Linked DNA regions of Gossypium hirsutum: region 2 is linked to region 1. A link is a contact called in public Hi-C data. All regions are on one chromosome and are shown on one strand. Each heading gives the region's core, a stretch centred on a gene start, on an enhancer-like site or on the middle of the called end of the contact. The rest is flanking DNA. Distances are from core to core; before and after follow the strand shown.

Region 1 (5,686 bases), core at 499-2,998:
ATCAAAACGGGAATTGAATTTGAATTTGTTTCTAGTTAGCATCTTCTTTCTTGGGTTCATCCTTTCGCAAGTATAAATTGAAACATTGGTCCTATTAAGCTATGAACAGAATTAGCAGCTTGAGTACTTATCCATATGCTAGGTTTTCTTCGAGGTCACCTAACTGCTAATATTTTCTTGCTTCCATATAACTACTATTTTGCCTCTTTTTTTCCCATATATGGATGTATAGATTTCATAGATCAGATATGGTTAGTTTTAAAAGTTATTCCATGTATTTGGAGGATCTTTGGAAGTCATATCTCCATATTCGTGTGTTGGATATGAGTGTCAGACACGAGTATTTCAAGAAAAATGAAGAGTCTGAACAACATAAATGTTGAGATGCCATAGTAACTTTATTCCAATCTACAGGTGGAGTTCGCTGCTTGTCTATTTTGAATGCGGTTTTTGCTCTCATTTTTGGTCTTCTTGCTTTGTTCTTGGGCTCAAGCCTCCTCACATTAGGAAGTAGCTGCTCTTTGCCCCTGTTTTGGTGCTACGAGATTGCTTCATGGGGCTGGTGATTCTATATGGAGGAACTGCCATCTTCCTAAGAAGGAGAGCAGCCATAATTCTTGATGAAGGAGAATTTGGTAGTCAAACCCTTGGTTTAGAAATGTTGGAGGCTAACCCCTTGGAAGTCACCCCAGATGTGGAAAGGCGTGTTAATGAAGGCTTCAAAGCGTGGATGGGATCATCCCTTCTATCATCTGATGAAGAAGATGAACCTGAGAGTTACCACGAAGTGCCTCACGTAACACGTACAAGTTCTAACAGGCAGAGAGTGTGATTCATGTATCAAGTCTCCCAGTGTTCACACTTTTTTGGGGAAATTTTGGAGTGTGGAAGCTCAAGCTTAAGAGCCATTGAACCAAATACCAATAGCTCATGAGCAGAACAGCTTTTAACTGTAGCAACAATCATGATGTCCGGTTGTCGGGCACAGTAACCGACTTTGATAGCTTGTGAAAAGTTCACCAGCCAGGGTGAGCTGTTGTCCTTTTGTGTTTTGAGCCCTAGCCATGAAAGAGCGTTTTAACTAGTCTTTCTTGTATAGCTTGTTTACTTGCCGGACTAGGTCCTCAAAACTTCAAAATTCAGTAATTGAAAGAAAAAAGAAATCACTCAAAGTTATTCACCTGATTGTGCCTTTCATCATCCTAAGTGTGAGTATTACTTGATTTTTATATTACTCGACTCATGAATGAATTTTGTTCATGTATTTGGAGGATTTTTGGAGATCTGGTCTCCACATTCATGTGTTAGACATGAGTGTTGGATATGGGTACTTAAAATAAATATGAAAAGTTTGAGCTATGTTGTTATGATTAATATAGTATCAATTATGAGGTATTACTATTTTGATATAATTTTAGAATGTTTTGTGCAATCAACTAAAAATAGGAAAATAAATGTAAAATTATATTTTCTTTTAATAATTTGTCTCCTGGGCAAGTAAAAGTTTATACAAATTGAATTTTGAAAGGGGTTAAATTGGTAAATGATTAGATATAAATTATTTGTATCAAATTGCTCATCTTAATCAACTTGATACTGTATATGTTTATATTAAAAATATATGAATTCTTTTTTTGCATTTAATTTCTCATATTTCATTAGAATTGGTGGGTTTGATTAGATTTAAATCATGGGAATGGGCCACAAATTGAGCCCAACAACTTTTATAATGTTCTTTCTTCACTAAACCCTAATTTCTCCCCCACTCTCGTTTCACAGTCGACGGTCCATGCTCTCGAGTTCCTTCATCGTGGGCCTCGACTTCAGCAATGGCAACCACCTATGATTACGAGGAGGCTCCCGCCACCTACGACGAAGGCCGCCACCAAGACCTTGGCTACGACCCGAACTTCGTTCCCGACTCCGTTAGGTCGTTTGTCGTCCACTTATACCGTCACATTCGCGAGAAAAATGTGTACGAGATTCACCAAATGTACGAGATCTCATTCCAAACCCTCTCCGACCGCCTCTTCAAAGACACTCCTTGGCCCTCCGTTGACGCCGTCGCTCATTACGTCGACAACGACCAAGTCTTTTGCCTCCTTTACCGTGAGATGTGGTTCCGCCATCTCTATGCTCGCCTTTCTCCCACTCTTAAGCAGAGGATCGATTCTTGGGATAATTATTGTAGCCTCTTTCAGGTAATTACTTATAAATTGTGTATGAATATCTGTGATTTGGTGACGCCGATTAATTGATTATGGAATTCGAAGAGCAACTGAGTAAAAATCGAAATTCGACTTAACTGATCAATTTCATACCTTAATCAACTAACCGATCGAATTAACTGATCAATCTCCTAATCAACTAACTCATAGATTATACTGCCTTAACTTCGGTCGTTCGGTCGATTAAACTATGTATCAGTATCTGTGATTTTGTGACGCCGATTAATTTGATTATGGAAGTGCAATTGATAGGTTCAGTTGTAGAAAATCAACTTAACTGATGAATTTGATACTTTATTCGACTAACCGATTGACTTATCCTTATTGATCAATCTCATAATCAAGAAGCCCATCGAGTGTATTGTCTTAACTTGGATCGTTTCAGTCGGTTAAACTGAAAATTTATTTTTTTTCCTTTTTCTCTTGTTTTCTTCTAAGCATGAGAAATGAAATACGGAATCAGTTGGGGGCTTTGGTTAAAATTTTATATATGATATGTTTATTATAAATTATACATATTTAGAAAATTAAAATAATATATATTAGTTGACTAAGGGGTCTATTTAGTTACAAAGTCAATAATTGATTACTGATTGACTTAACCTATTTAATGGCTGACATAATCGAATTATAACTGACTTGACTTGAGGCTATCAGTTAAGTTAGTTAGTTTGGATAGATTTTGCTCATCCTAGATTTTATTGGTTTGGTTTTGGTTCAGGTTGTGTTGCATAGGGTAGTTAACATGCAGTTACCTAATCAATGGTTGTGGGACATGGTGGATGAGTTTGTGTACCAATTCCAGAGTTTTTGTCAATACAGAGCTAAAATGAAGAATAAAACCGAGCAAGAAATCGCTCTTCTCCGTCAATATGATCAGGTAATGTAATTCCTGCTGATTCAGTGATAGCTACTTAAAGCAGAATGTAATTTCAAGTAGTTGTAATTGCTATCTGAAGTTACTTCTCTTTGTAGGCATGGAATGTGTATGGGGTGCTTAATTACTTGCAAGCATTTGTGGAGAAGTCAAATATTATTCAGATATTGGAGCAGGAGAAGGAGGGTCTTGAGCAATTTACTGCTACTGATGGATATGATTACAGTGGTGGAAGCAATGTGTTGAAGGTGTTGGGGTACTTCAGTATGGTGGGTTTGTTGCGAGTTCATTGTCTTTTGGGTGATTACCAAACCGGGTTGAAGTGCTTGCTTCCTATTGACATCAGTCAACAAGGTGTTTACACCAGTGTTATAGGAAGTCATATTGCAACCATATATCATTATGGTTTTGCCAATCTTATGTTGCGGAGGTATGTTTTTATTTGCTACTTTACCATGTAATAAGTTAGCCTTTTTTAATGTATTTACTAAAGTTCTATTCTGTTTTTAATTCTTTCCCCATTTTTGGCTGAGCTTGATAATAATATAATATTGTTTTTAATTAAAGGTATGTGGAGGCTATTTGTGAATTCAATAAGATGCTCCTGTATATTTACAAGACAAAGCAATATCATCAGAAATCTCCACAGTATGAACAAATATTGAAAAAGAATGAACAGATGTATGCCTTGCTGGCGATTTGTCTTTCACTTTGTCCCCAAGTGAAACTTGTTGATGAGACTGTGAACTCTCAGCTGCGAGAGAAATATGGTGAAAAGATGGCTAGGATGCAAAGATATGATGATGAAGCTTTTATCATCTATGATGAGCTCTTCTCATATGCATGTCCCAAGTTCATTACACCTTCAGCTTCAAGCTTTGAGGAGCCCCTTGTAAATTACAACCAGGTAAATGGGTTTATTGTTCTATGCAATTTTAGAATGATTTTAGTGGAAGTAGATTAAACAGATAATATATGGTTGTTCCTTTCATTATTTACATCCGTAGTCCAAGTATGTTTCTAACTTTCTGTAGTTAGGCTTATTCGTATTTCTTTTATTGCTCATACTTGCCTTCTGAACAATGGCCACATGTTGGGAATTAATCCATTGAACTGAAACATCTGCACCCAGGTGTTGGTATGGAAGGAAGAGTGATATGTGCTACTCCTACTGCTTCCCTTCCCCACGGTTTAAAGAGCTTGCCTTAGGCTGAATATACCTGCAATTATTTCTTGCTAGATTCAAGATTGATGTTGATGCAGAGTTGATGTTGGTTCAGTATATTTTAGTAGATGGTTATGCGCAATCTGTCTGTCTGTTCCATCTTATATATCGATGGAGCTCCAGCCCCCACACAAGAGTTATGTGACATTAGGTGTTGAAAGATAGTGTAGATCTTAGGTTCATATACTTATTTATGGTTGAGGAAGGGAAATAATATGATCATTAGGCATATTGTGTAAGCGTTATATGTGTTTTACCTGCTTCCATTTGATTTTATGCAGGATGCTTATAGACTTCAGTTGAAGCTGTTTCTATATGAAGTGAAGCAACAGCAGTTGTTATCAGGTGTTCGGACATTTCTTAAAGTGTATTCAACTATATCTCTTGGGAAGCTTGCAAATTACTTGGAAGTGGATGAGCCCACTCTGAGGTCGACATTTATTTATTTTTCCTCTGGTTTCTTTGTATTTGATTCAATTGTATGCTTATCTTGTTGTATATGTACTGAAGTTGTTTCTTGTTTTATAGGACCATCTTATTGACATACAAGCACAAAACTCATGCTGTTGATTCTGATGGAAAGATTATCTCTAATGCTGATGTGGACTTCTACATTGATGATGTAGGTTTCATTTTTAGCTTATGCACGTATCTATGAGCTTCTAACAGAATGTGGTTTAAGTTACCATGCCTTATATTAGAGCTTCTTAGTTCCAGATACAGATAGCACCTACTAGCAATCTCTTGAAAACCAAATCTCAATTATTCTCAGGCTAGCTAATGCATATAAAATTTGAAGTTGTATCTAGAGAAGGTTATTGATAAGATTATATTTTTTTGTCTTTGGAGGTTAGTTTGAAAGAATAACTGCATTATTCGGCATTGGAAGTAACACTTTGCTTTGCTGCAGGACATGATTCATGTTGTTGAATCCATGCCAGTGAAAAGATATGGTGATTATTTCCTTCGACAGATTGTCAAGGTATGGTATATATTTGTATTTCTTTTATATGCTTGCATGACCAATCATATGGCGATGGGCTATGTGTGAGTGTCGGATAGATGTTGTAAATTTTTTTTCCATATATTTGGTGGTCATAACCCCATATTTATGTGGGACACATGCAGTTGAAGTCCGAACAACATAAGTGATGGGTATTTCACTTATTACGCACTTATTACTCTGGTTAACCCCTTTTGACTTTTTTTTTTCTCTAAATAACAGCTTGAAGGAGTGATCAATGACATGGATCGGATAAAGCTGGAATAGATGACCTACTTGATTATTTTATTACTTGTACTACTTTAGCGAAGGATTTATTTTATTTAAATGGCATTTTGATGCCCATTTTGTCT
Region 2 (5,236 bases), core at 67-2,566, 130 kb before region 1:
GGTATTGTTGGATAATCATCATTTAATTATATGAAAATTAACATAATAACATATAATCAGAACTACCATTAGAAATTATACTTATTCATACGAACTTACCTCAACGATGAGGGCGTAGAAATGAGATTGACTAATCCGAGGCTTTAGCTTTTCCTCGATCTAGATTTGTACATGGTCTATCTTGATCTAAATAGAAAAATTCAATCCATTTAATTCTTCTATATTCAATTCATTCTGTATTTATATTTTTGAAAAATTATAATTTTGCCCTTAACATCTTAACTTTTTTTACAATTTAGTCCTTAAGCTCATAAACTGAAATTTAAACCTTTTAATCCCCATCTCATTCTAGATGCATTCACTAGAGACCTATAGAAATTCATACAAAACATCATTTCATAATTTCACCATGAACTTTTATCATTTTTACAAATAAGTCCCTAAATGCCATTTTTATCAAAAATCACTTTACAAAACTAGTTTCTTTATCAACAAGGACTCATAATCTTTCATTAAACATCAAGAATCATGTAAGAACATTCATTTCAAAACCCTATATCATTAACAATTTTGCAAATTGATCCTCGGGATAGCTTGGTTAAGCTACAACGATCCCGAAAATATAAAAATCACTAAAACGAGCTTGAAAAACCTACTATGCATGAAGATATTCCATGGACGAAAGAATCAGTTGAAGAAGATGATTTGAAGGTGATATCTCTTTTTTCTTTTTTTTGTGATTTATTTACTATTTTACCATTTTGCCCTTTAAAAATATTCAAAATTTCAATAAAACCTTGTAATGAATGTCCACTAACTATAAAAATGTTCTAATTACCATCTAGGTCCTCCTACATTAAATTTTCATAGCCATTTGTCCCTTTTTACTAAGAGAACTTCACTTTTGCATCTTTTACGATTTAGTCCTTTTCACTTAATTAAGCATGCAAACATCAAAATTTCTTAACGAAATTTTTATACCACCTTACTACATTCCATAGACATTAAAATAAAAAAAATAATTTAATCGTCAAATTTATGGTCTCGAAACTACTGTTTCGATTTCACTAAAAACGAAATGTTACAATCGATAATCATACCTGGTATCAATACCAATTTCAGCTTTGAAGTTCAAAAATATTTAGCAAAAATCAAAAGTATTGATACCTTCCTTATTTTATCAATTCCCCTACTTAGTATCGATACTAATTTAAGCTTCAATGTTTAAGAAAATTACGTAAAAATAAAAACTATTGATACCTTAAAGAGAGTATCAACACCTTCCAAAATTTATCGATAGCCTTCCTGGTATCAATACTATTTTGAGGTTCAATATTTTTAAAATTTAATAAAATTTTCCCGAGTATCGATATCCTCTCCAAGGTATCAATACCTCATAGAAAGTATCGATAAAATTAATTTTGTATCAATACTAAAAGCATTAACGATCACTAATTTGAGGCATTAAATGCCCAAAGTATTGATACCCCTCCAAAGGACCTTTTGTTGCAAAAGACATTAACAACATGTTTGGTTGGGGGAATAGGAATGCATTCCCCCAAATCGGTGGGCCCACTACCAAACATTAGTTTGGTTGGCTGTAATGGTAATACAGTCTGAATCCATTTAGGTTCTATTACGGGAAAACGCATTCCCTTCCTTCATCGCTGAATAGCCATTCCATTCCACGGGAGTATTTTTTTTCCCTTTTCATTTTTTTCCCTCAGCTTCATCTTCTTCTTTCCTTTCCATATCTGTGTTTCCCTTTTTTCCTTCTTATTTCCCTTTATCTTATTTCCCTTTTTTCCTTCATTACTGATGTTGAAATTCCGCTGAAAGAACCATAAAAAAGACATCAATATCAGCTTCAAGAATCAGAGAAGAGAAATTCAAGATTGCTCATTTTTCTCTCTATAAATTAATTATTATTATCGAAAATGGCTATTTCCTCTGTTTATTTGTTAATCGACAATGAGCGATCAATCGGAGGAATTGCCTCTCATGGCTCCCCCACCGACACCGACCCTAACGAGATCGACCTCGAGGCCAGTCTAGCCGATCAAATTCAGTGTCGAATTTGCCTCGAAACCGACGGTATGTTCTACTTTTAAACCCTATTTCCTCAAATTTAACTTCCTTTTTTTAAAGAAATTTTAAAAAATTAGTTTCATCGATTGTGCTATGAATCACGATCACTTTGCATATTTTAAGCCTTCCTCTCGAAAAAAATCTGGTCTGTTTTTTCCTTCAAAATCCAACCATGTACATCACTCTAGTATAACGGGTTTAATTTTTTCGTTTGGCGACCAAACTGATTGGATTATTAAACAAAATTAGAGAAGATAAAAATAGCAATTTAATTATTTTCAATTCCCTTTTTTTTTATTTTAAATAATTCCTTCGCAGTAAATTTTTTTGGTCATCCTACACAATAATGTTTAATAATTATGAAAAAAAGAAAACTTAATTTTTGTTGCTAAGGGTGTTGTTAAACTTAATTTTTGTTGCTAAGGGTGTTGTTTGAAGGAACTTGTGCTAATAACTAGTTCAATGTGCAATTGTTTTCCTCAGGTAGAGATTTTATTGCTCCTTGCAAGTGCAAAGGAACATCAAAATATGTACATCGTGAATGTTTAGATCATTGGCGAGCTGTAAAGGTATAAACATTGATACCCTTTTTCTTCATTTTTGAACAGTGAACTTGGAATTCTTTATACTTTACTTGTACTATGGTTTCACTGGCGTCTGTAGGAGTGCTTTTCTTTACAGCTGTTATTTCATTGCTTGAACTAAATTTCAATGCTAGTGTTGCTGTGTTACCTTCTTGAAGGCTACCTATACTAAGTTTATAGGTAAATTGTTTGCACGTTTATACAACATTTACAACAATCAATAAAACTTAAACAAGAATTAACCTATGTTACCTTCTTGAAGGCTACCTTTACCTAACAGTAGATAGGACAAAGTTGATTAAGTGCTTTGGATATTTTTGGACAAGGTGCATTTGATTAGGCGCTTGCTTGGTGTGCCTAGGCACACTTTTTGTTAAGGTGTTAAGCATTAAAAGAAGCAGTTTGGTTGAAGCTCTCTTTAATTTAATTTGTTTTGAACTTTTCTTTTCACTAGATGTACCTTTAAGAGTGAGAAAGGGATAACATCTAACTTATTAGATGTACCTTCTTAGACGTTGAGAATGCGCTTACGAAGTTCACATGGGCTAAAGAAGTTCATAAGAAGATGGTTAAGCTGAAAGAGGAAGGCAAACCGATGCCAAAGAACTTTGCTGAGGTAGGTTCACCATAGAGGTGCTCATGGGTCGGGCCCGGCCTGGCCTGAAATATGGGCCTAAAATTTTGTCTAGGCCCAGCCCGAGAAAAAAATCATAAGCCTGAGCCCGGCCCGGCCTATTTTTTTAATAAATACAAAAAATTTATTTTTAAAATTAAAAAAATTTTAAAATTAAAAAATAAATATGTTTATTATATCGGGCCGGGCCGGGCCGGGCCGGGTCGGGTCGGGCCCGGGCCAAAAAAGTGGTGCCCGAGGCCCGACCCGTTTTCTAAACGGGCCTCATTTTTTGCCCAAGCCCATATTTCAGGCCTATATTTTTACTCAAACCCTCCCATATTTCGAGCGGGCCGTCGGGCCGGGCCGGGCCACCCGACCCATGAGCACCTCTAGTTCACCACTGGTTTTTTTCAGTTATGTTTTTGCTAATCATATGTTGAATGATTAAAATGTATGAGCTAGTGTATTTATGCTTATTGCTCAATTTTTCTGATATTAAATTCTCTAAGTTAATGTATTTTTGTCTTTTGGCTGCTGCTCGGTGAATATGATGTTGAATGTAGGATGAGCTATTTGAAAGATAAGTAAGATATTTGTATAAGAAGGTAGGGGAGTTAGTTATGCATATTATCTGAGTCAAAATGATGATTGTATATCTTGTTGTTCAGACTATAGTTTGAGTGTCTGATATATATATTTGACATGGGTGTGTTATGTTCATTTTTTGTCCAATTTTTTTAATGTATTTGAAGGATTTTTAGAGGATTATCTCCCTATATTCATTATGGTCCCAGGCTTGCATCAAACATGGATGCATAAAGGAAAAGAAAGAGTCTAACTAACATAGAGTTACAGATGTTTGGTCTGCTGATCTGCGTTATGCTTTTTTGGTTCAATGCCAGATTGCTTAAAAGACTGAGATGTCTGCCTTCATTCATCTTCAGTTGCTGAAATTCGCATTTGAGTTCGGATGAATGTTTCTCCCACAGTTTAAAACATCAATGACAAGTATTAGTTTATGCATCTCTCTCTTTCTCCATTGGAAATGTCATTCGTTTTATTTTTTTATCTTTTGCAGGTGCAAAGGCTAATGGGTTCAACACCATTGGATCTTGCCAAATTTAATATGGTAAAGAGTGGAGAAATGAGTCATAATGCTCCTTGTCCATGTGGTTCCAAGAAGAGATACAAAAGGTAATTTGGCACATTATTTCCCAGCGATCTGTGTTGCTGTGAGTAGCTCATAACCTGGATGCAGTGCTTAAGAGATTTTATGTCCTCAACCACGAAATGTTTTTCCAGTGCCAGTGTTGTTCCCTTCAAGTAGCACAATTTGTTTATCTTCTTTCATAAGAAGTTTCGCTTTGTGAGCTAGTTCCGTTTTGATACTTATATGTTGTTGGGGTCTACTTTAGTATCTAACTTTACTAGTAGGTCTATTTTGACTATGAATTTATATTCCGTCCAAATTTAATGCTGTGAGACAATCTTAAAGTGTTATGTCAATAAAATTTTATATATTTCAAGTTCAAAGATTAAAATATATCTAAGTGTCAAGTTCAGTTATTAAAGTGTTATGTCAATAAAATTTTATATATTTCAAGTTCAAAGATTAAAATATATCTAATTGTCAAGTTCAATTATTAAAGTGGACAAAAAATATACAAGTACTAAAATAAACTTAATTCTCAAGTTCAGGTCAAGAAGTACACTAAATCTTTGGGGTAAATTTTAAAATTATACATGAAATTTAATTTAGCGTATGTTTGTTAATATTTGAATATTATATTTACGCAAAATATAATTTTCAAGTTATTTATTACTTCTATTTTTTTAGAATAATTAAATTATTTGATTCACTAATGATGTTTTAGCACATTAAATTTGTATTGCGGTTTAAAAATAATAAATGAGATTAAATATTTTTTTTATATTATTATATATTATG

What was found. Hi-C and Micro-C count contacts between places; a contact is called where the count stands out from the background.
Region 2: a Hi-C map of leaf shows a contact between it and region 1, with 2.3 times the contacts expected there. The contact joins the promoter of LOC107901573 here to the promoter of LOC107901567 in region 1. A contact is called at or near these places in 4 of 34 Hi-C or Micro-C datasets (all in leaf).

The regions. Positions count from the first base shown.
Region 1 is chrD06:21,972,033-21,977,718 of Gossypium_hirsutum_v2.1, reverse strand. It overlaps LOC107901567 (eukaryotic translation initiation factor 3 subunit L), which reads left to right and starts at 1,748. Exons shown (of 8, transcript XM_016827625.2): 1 at 1,748-2,201; 2 at 2,950-3,108; 3 at 3,204-3,535; 4 at 3,673-4,012; 5 at 4,612-4,760; 6 at 4,859-4,952; 7 at 5,241-5,312; 8 at 5,556-5,686. The coding sequence starts at 1,830. The coding sequence ends at 5,600. It also overlaps LOC107901568.
Region 2 is chrD06:22,103,153-22,108,388 of Gossypium_hirsutum_v2.1, reverse strand. LOC107901573 reads left to right here and starts at 1,316. Exons shown (of 4, transcript XR_005914544.1): 1 at 1,316-2,094; 2 at 2,572-2,657; 3 at 3,127-3,288; 4 at 4,191-4,831.